Linked DNA regions of Danio rerio: region 2 is linked to region 1. A link is a contact called in public HiChIP or PLAC-seq data. All regions are on one chromosome and are shown on one strand. The core of a region is the stretch at or near the end of the contact, and the rest is flanking DNA. Distances in the headings are between cores, read along the strand shown. Region 1 holds the start of rnf217 (ring finger protein 217). Region 2 holds the start of nkain2 (sodium/potassium transporting ATPase interacting 2).

Region 1 (4,154 bases), core at 1,176-3,675:
ACCTTTTACTTTTTCCGAGGAAACATCACACTCAGCATTTGCTCATGTCTCTTTTTCTAACATTCAAAAGCACTGAAGCGGAACCAATCTAAGGCGAGCAAATGGAGATGTTTTATCTTACACTCTACCTCCCTCTAGTGTTTATGATTTAATCAAGATAAGATTGGCAGAGTGGGGATATATATACAGTTGAAGTCAGAATTATTAGCCCCCTTGTTTATTCTTTGTCCCCAATTTCTGTTTAACAGAGAATATTTTTTCAGCACATTTCTAAACATAATAGTTTTAATTACTCATCTCTAATAGCTGATTTATTTTATCTTTGCCATGATGACAGGACATAATATTTTACTCAATATTTTTCAAGAAACTTCTATACAGCTTTAAGTGACAAAATATTTTTTTGGTTCCTTATAAAACTCAGTAAAAAAATGTTTTTGGTGCTGAAAATTTTACACTCATAATGATAAAAATCAACAACGTGAATAGATGAATATCAAAAACTTCATTATTCAGATTATTATAATTAAAATATCCAAAAATTATTTTTTTAAAATGTTAATTTAAATTAAAGAGTACCTTTTCTTTGATACAGAGGCATCATATCAAAGCTTTTTAACTTAACCACAGTGCCAAAAGATGTGGGGGTAAAGTTTACCAATGCAAAGAACAAAAAGAGCAATTTATATCAATATCCTTTTTAAATTTACTGAGTAAATGTTTAACCAGATATAATTTAGGAATTAATTAGTGGTAATTAGTGTCTATATATTTTTTATATAGATATAAAAAATATCTTTTTTATATATTTCTCAAATTATGTTTAACAGAGCATGTTAAACCTTTATTAATCCAGGGTCACCACATCGGAACGAACCGCCAACTTATCCAGCACATGTTTTACGCAGTGCATGCCCTTCCAGCCACAACCCTTCACTGGGAAACATCTATACACTCTCATTCACACACACTCACACACAGTATGGTCAATTTTAGCCTACCCAATTCACCTGTACCGCATGTCTTTGGACTTGTGAAGGAAACTGGAGCACCCGGATGAAACCCACGCTAACACAGGGTGAACAAGCAAAAACTCTACACAGAAATGCCAACTGATCCAGCCAAGGCTTGAACCAGCGACCTTCTTGCTGTGAGGCAAACGTGCTATACCACTGCGCCACCACGTCGCCATTTTCACAGTATTTCGGATATTTTCTGATTTTTTCTTCTGGAGAAAGTCTTATTTGTTACTTGTCTAGTTAACCGTATTAACACAGTTATGTCTTTAAATTTCAGCTAGAATAAAAGCAGTTCTTAATTTTTTAAAAAACATTTTAAGGTCAAGATTATCAGCCCCTTTTAGCTATATATTTTTTTCGATAGTCTACCATCATTATACAATAACTTGCATTATTTTCCTAACCTGACTAGTTAACCTAGTTAAACTTTTAAATGTCACTTTAAGCTGTATAGAAGTGTCTGAAAAAATATTTAGTCAAATATTATTTACTGTCATCATGGCAAAGATAAAAATAGATCAGTTATGAGATGAGTTATTATATAAAAGAAAGCAAGTAAGCAAGTAAATTATCTGTTTAAATGTTTTAATAACTTCTGCACAGAAAAATAATGTCATTATTTAACCTAACAAATACAATGAAAAAATGAAATAGAAAATAATGTGATAATGCTAAGTTTTATTCTAGATATAAGCTTTGAAGGATAGTTACATAAAAATATACAGTTAAGTGGTATTTTGGTACTATCCATCCATCCATCTGTATTATCTGTATCTATTTATTGACATGTAAACTATTATTGTATGACATTTAAGCGTCTGTTTTCTGTGGTTTTCCCCAGGTAGCAATGTTATATATACAGGACTCATTCTGATGTATGCTTTGATTGTTGTTTTGAGACTAGAACATATTTCAAACGGTACAAGCTTACAGTATTAATCACTCGTACATTTTAATATAAAGAGTATGACTTCAGTCACATGCAGTTGTTTAAAATGTAAAACGTCAGTTTTTTATCTTTACGTATGTATTTATTGCATATTGTAGATCTAACCAAACACCTTATAACTAGCTATTTGTGCTATAATTTATATGCGCATTTAATAGGTTATTAACAGTAATAGTTCTCACCTAGTCGAGCATAAACGAAAGAAGCATAACATTCGACGGTGAGCTCACGAATCCTACTATGCTGACGACGGATTTTCATTAATATTAGGAAATGTTTCATTGGAAGCAAAAGACACAACGTCAAAGCCGCATAGTTAATATTCATGAGATAGACGTGTGTCATTGGATCGTTACCAAGTAACGTCAACGTAAGATAGTTAATATTCATAACCCGAGGCTTCGCCGTAGTAGGATTCGCTATTTAGCACCCGGAAGTGGTGTATTAGTTGTTACTCGGTGTTTTTAGTTTGTGAGTTTGAAACCGGACTGTGTGTGTTTTTCGCTCAAATGGAAAGTTGACCGCTCAGGAATGGAAGATGAGTCTTCCGTGCGAGTGAATGACACCACGCGAAATATGCCCGGTTATTCCGGACGCGACGGGGAATCTGTCTATGTATCCAGCGGGACACGGAGCACTGATTTCGGCCAGGATGTCCGCAGCGGTGAGGCGAAGGTGCCGTCATCGTCATCATTATCCTCGAAGGATGTTTTGGAATTTCATAAACACAAACATGGACCAGGAGGCGGCCACAGAGAACATATCGAGAGGGAAAACATAAGAGCTGTGGATATTTTAAGAAGGAATTTTGGTTCCACTATCAGAGATACAGAAGATCCCAAAAATCTAGAGAAAGTAGGAAATGACATCAATCTAAACGACTTGGACCATGAAAATGATGATGAAAGGTTGCAATGTAGCACAATAAATCTACAACAAGATATTGAGAGCAATCCAGAATTGGGAAATCCTGATGGGAATCATCATATTGATTATAACATTGATTTGAAGAGTGGCGAAGATCCCAGCCAATCAAAAGAGCATGTTTACTGCACTGTATACTGTATAGCCAATGATAATTATAGGATACCTGTTCAGAAAACAACATCCAATCACGAGACTTCATCATCATCATCATCATCATCTTCTTCATCTTCTTCTTCCCCAGATGTACTGGTTTTACCATCCACCGACTTACCAAACTTAGAATTGGACAATCATGATCCCTACCCAGTGCCCTATACCGTCTCTGACCTGATGGTGTCTGGAATACACAGCTCATATAATGCTGACAACAGTTTGTCTGTGGTGTTGACATGTCGCATTTGTCTTGACGATAAACAAATCATGCCGCTACACTGTTGCAAAAAGGCTGTTTGTGAAGAATGTCTGAAAAGATACATCATCTCACAGGTATCCATATTTGTTTTCAGTGTTGTACCTTTGTGTCTGCAATAGTATCAAATTTGGTTGTTCCTTTTATCGCGATATTAATGCAACTTAACATTTAACAGTAACAAAAAATACTGTGGGCCTATGTAATGTTAAGAGTAAATAACTGTTTTAAAGAAATTAAATAGCAAAATGATGATAAAGTACATTGGACCTTTTTTACAAGACGTGTTTTGTCTTTTGTTATGTTGTGTTTATCGGTCATCATACTCCTAAATCCTTTAAAGTTTTTCATATTTATATATATTTTTAAAACCGTATGAACCTTTATATGCATTTATGAATGCATTATCATCTTTGTGTCAAATGACAAAAAATGAATTACCGCTTATGCGAGGAGTTTCTATTTATGCAGCTGAGAAATTCGAAAATGTGAAAAGGGTCTATAGGTAACAACTTTTTACAATAAAATCAAATAATGTTAGTCAATGAGAAATAACAATATTATAGTTATATGTTCAATAAAAAAATACAACTGAATTGTTTTTAGTTATTAACTTAATTAAAAAATGATTACAAGTTTTGTTTTAAAGTGTTATTAGGTATTAACTATGAAAATAACATCAGCTAAGATTATTTAATGCATTTATAGTTGTCATTACGTATGCTGTACACAATATTGGGGGTAGCACATTACAAGAAATGTGAGTTACGTAATTATATTACTTTTCTAAGTAACAATTACAGTAACCCATTACTTTTCAAAATTAAGTAACAATATTTGAGTTACTTTT
Region 2 (4,174 bases), core at 924-3,423, 330 kb before region 1:
GGAAGAAGGGGTTTGCAATTTGGTCCCCAAAGTCATTACCTCAGGAAATCGGAAAGTAAATACATGCTACTGCCACTCAAGATTGCTGGGAAAATTAAAGCATGTCCTAAACATTGATAGAGAGACTGATTGTATGTGTATTCTTTGTCGGTGTGGGTTCGTGTTTGTTAACTTGCATTGCACTAAGATTAATTCTAAGTATGAAAACAGGCTATACTGTGCACACAAGTACACTTTTATTCTTGTCCTCTTGTTAAATCGTGACATAAAGAATAGGTCTACTGTTTCTAGGTCAAATCCTCTACTCGTCTGAAATGAGAATACTACAGTATCTCAGAGGTTTAGGACTGATATTTATTCACATCACATATTTGAGCGAATCTTTAAAAACTTGTGGTGTAGATACAGTGTACAGTCCAGGACACCAATTTTTTATTGATTTATGAAAGATGAATCTCTGTGTAAATTTGAGATTTCGATATGGAGAATAAAGTTTAGGATTATGATGTTTATTATGGTTTGTTGTTTGCTTTTGGCATCTGATACAATGAAATCAGTGGCATGTAATGTCAGACTTACAGTAAGCATAGTACTTGCTTGAGTAGGTACTTTTTTATTTATTTTAATTTGGAATTACTTCACAGCCACTAAAAATTAACCAAAAGTGAATTCTATACAGTAAATGTTTGCATTTTAAATGTATTCTGCATGTTGTCGATCTGGTACCTAATGTTAAAAAAATACAACATCAGAACCAATCAAAAACATCAAAATGGCATCGCTTTACTAAATGGCATTTGTTACGGTCCCCTTGTTTGAACATAAAAAGCTCAGACAACAAAATAACTTATTTATTATACAAAAAACTAATACAACAACAAATCAAACAAATGTCTAGGGATTGAATCAAGAAGAAGAAAGATATAATCACAACTAACTTAACTATAAATTATGCAAAACGAAACCAGAACCTTGACACGAGAATGTCCAAGTAGCCACACCGTCCTCCAGACACACTAAACAACACTTCTAGCACAACACTCTTATTTTTATACATTAAATAATTTGGTGAGCAAGCAGGTATCCAATCAGGATCTGCCTCATTCAAACTGGTATCCTGGGTTTGTCACACATTTAAAAGTCATCATGTCCATCTAACACAGGCAGAACAACAAATTCATATTATTCGACACACTGTATCTTAGTTTTTTACTGAAAATATTCAGTGTAACCCCTTTGTAATTGTTACAATTTTTACAAGTAACTAATTACACATTTATATGTTAGGGCTTAGTAATTATTATTATTATTATTCTATATGTTACGCATTTAAATTTAGCCTAATTAATTCACGACACTGTGTATAAATTTGTTTTTGTGACATACTGTGGGAACTATGAGATTTCGCTTGATACTCGATTCTGATTGGTCAATGCGACTTTTAGCGGTTAGACAGTCCCATATTTTCATGTATTAATCCGCTAAGGGATCTACATTCAGCGCTACTTTCAAATTAAGAAGACTAGCCTGATCGTTTGTTTGTTTGTTTGTTTGTTTTTCTGCCAGCCGTTTGCGTTTACTCTTTGTAGGACGCGATTCAAGTAAACTGTTGTAAGATAGATAGATAGATAGATAGATAGATAGATAGATAGATAGATAGATAGATAGATAGATAGATAGATAGATAGATAGATAGATAGATAGATAGATAGACAGATAGATAGATAGATAGATAGATAGATAGATAGATAGGCCAAGATAGATAGATCAATTTGGATTAGCTAGCCTATCTAAGAATAAAGATATCCCTGCAGCAAGGTCGTTGTCAGGTATAAACAGCTAAACCTTTTAAGGAAACAAAAGAAGTGTTTTGTCAAAAAAAAAAGAGTCTAAGCTACAAAAAAGGAAGAAGATTACGAAACGAATTATGTACTAACAAGAAGATTTCTTTTCATCGTAGACTTCGAAACCCGAGGGATCTATTTAAATTCAGACCTGGAATTTCCTAAGGGCGACCGAAGCAATTACAGACCGTTATATATCTGCATCTTGCCGACTGACCCCCCAGCGCCACACAGTCATTATTTCCATATCGTGTTGCTCTCACGCCCACTGAGAGAGAGCGAGGGAGAGAGAGAGAGCAGAGACTCATCCGGCGCATTGAGGGACGTCCAGCTCCTCATCTGCGCTCTGTCTGTACAGCATCAGCATCAGCACCAGCCGCTGCGTGAGAAACAAACCGAGTCGCATCCCCGCCGAGTGCAGCGCCGCGTGCGTGCGCTTCATTCAATCTGGAGCGTCAGATGGTGCAGGATGCGCCGTTTCTTTGTCCTCTTGTACACCCGGACTGAGCAAGTTAACAGTGGAAGGGACCAGTAGTAGTTGAGGGACCCGTGAAGACACGTCTCAGCTGCACTGAAAGGCTGCTCCAGGACGCGCGCTCGGATTATTGTCCTCGTATCACCGTTCCCGTGGATTTCCTGCTGGACAACTAAACGCACGAGAAGCGGCTTCCAGAGAAAGAAAGCAAAGCTTTTGCGCTTTAAAATGTGTTAATTCGGTTTCTTTCGCACGAGGGAGGAGCAATGAGAGCGTAAACAACACTGGCTGGCTTTGTTTTTCACACCCGGACCCGTGGAAGATCACATTAACATGTTTTTCAGCGCTGGATTTGGAGATAGCGTTATTTCTTCACTAACTTAAGGAAGTGTTGTCCGCGTCTCTTTGACTTTGCGTACGCGTCAATTCTACTTTTCCAAACAGCACATGCAGTTTCCTTCACATCTTTCTTCCTGCACGGTGAACCGCTTGGGATGCTTTTATCGGAAGGGCGTATTTGATTCGCGTCTCTCGCCTCCGGAGTGAAGAAAGATCCGTTTAAACCCGTTACCTGGGTATCGTTTTTGTGGAGTTACAGCGATCCACGTGGAAACACGGACTCGACGGAGAGCAAGATGGGCTGCTGCAGTGGCAGATGTACGCTGGCGTTTATATGTGGCATGCAATTGGTAAGTGATTATGCTTTAAGTGATTTATTCTTAACCTGCGATGAACTCGTGGACTCGAACCTACAACCTTTCAGCTTACACTCAAAAGATTCAGTGGCTAAGCTTTATCTCATAAAAACAAGTGAATTTGTGATTAAACTCAATGGAGTAATGCTGTGTTGAATTTCACTAGGGGGTTGATTTAATATTTTTAAATTGCATATTTTTTTTATAATTTTTAAATTATGTATTCATCTAATTTGACTTGTTAACATGTTTTTATGCAGCTGTCACTTGCACAGTCATAAAAAAATACTGGCATGTCTCCCAGAAGTGAACCTGTAAACTTAACTCAAGTGTCCATCTGACAAGTGATCAGTGATAGTGCATTAAGATGTATGTGGCTGTGAGTAATCTTAGTGGGAATGATGCAGGGCTATATGTGGAAACCCTGCCTTGTTATATTACACCGGAGGGATGATGATGCTCATGAAGGTAGGGCTTGTGTCATTAGCCTGGGGCCACTATCATTTATGCTTATCTCTCCACTACACCACGGATCCTGACAGCCAATTAGGAGTTTTAAGTTAAAGAAGCTAAGCCAAGTCTCATTGACCTACTAAAGCAGAATACGATGACTTACTGCTTCCCGGTAGAACATGAGAGTGGTTTTTATCCCTTTATTTCTTGTAATGTTTTCTAATCTAGTCCCATTTAAAAAAGAAGATGATTTCAGTCTGGTCTGGTGTTTGTGCAGCAACATTGCGCTCTGTGAAAATTCACAGGACTGAGTAATTTTACTCCTCGCAGACTAACTATATGACACCTTTCTGAATCACTCTTTCAGTTACAGTAATGGATAGCGGCCAGCGACAGTCTCACCATGCCAACCAGCTGGCATAGTGAATCAGGCACGTGTGTGTGTGTGTGATAGATCACATGACGACTGGTGAGCGTGAGTACACTAATCCAAATAGACGTTTGTAGGTTAATGTATCGCGCTGGTCATTAACCCGAAGAATCAGACGTAGTGGATGATATCACCACCTGCTGTCTATTATTCATACTTTACTCAGTGTTCATAACTAGACATTAGGATGTCATGAGTGAGGTTTTTAAAGGGGCTGATGTCATAGGCTACAGAGTTAAGTAGCCATCGTCTTGTTTGGATGTTGTTGAATTAGGAT

What was found. HiChIP or PLAC-seq counts read pairs in DNA pulled down with a chosen protein or histone mark.
Region 2: an H3K4me3 HiChIP or PLAC-seq map of embryo shows a contact between it and region 1, with 7 times the contacts expected there. The contact joins the promoter of nkain2 here to the promoter of rnf217 in region 1. A contact is called at or near these places in 3 of 18 Hi-C or Micro-C datasets (caudal fin, embryo and hematopoietic stem cells) and 1 of 4 datasets of contacts at active chromatin or transcription factors (embryo).

What each region holds. Positions count from the first base shown.
Region 1 is chr20:43,071,688-43,075,841 of GRCz12tu, reverse strand. It overlaps rnf217 (ring finger protein 217), which reads left to right and starts at 2,425. Exons shown (of 6, transcript NM_001082853.1): 1 at 2,425-3,381. The coding sequence starts at 2,500.
Region 2 is chr20:43,404,849-43,409,022 of GRCz12tu, reverse strand. It overlaps nkain2 (sodium/potassium transporting ATPase interacting 2), which reads left to right and starts at 2,173. Exons shown (of 7, transcript NM_001351706.1): 1 at 2,173-3,008. The coding sequence starts at 2,955.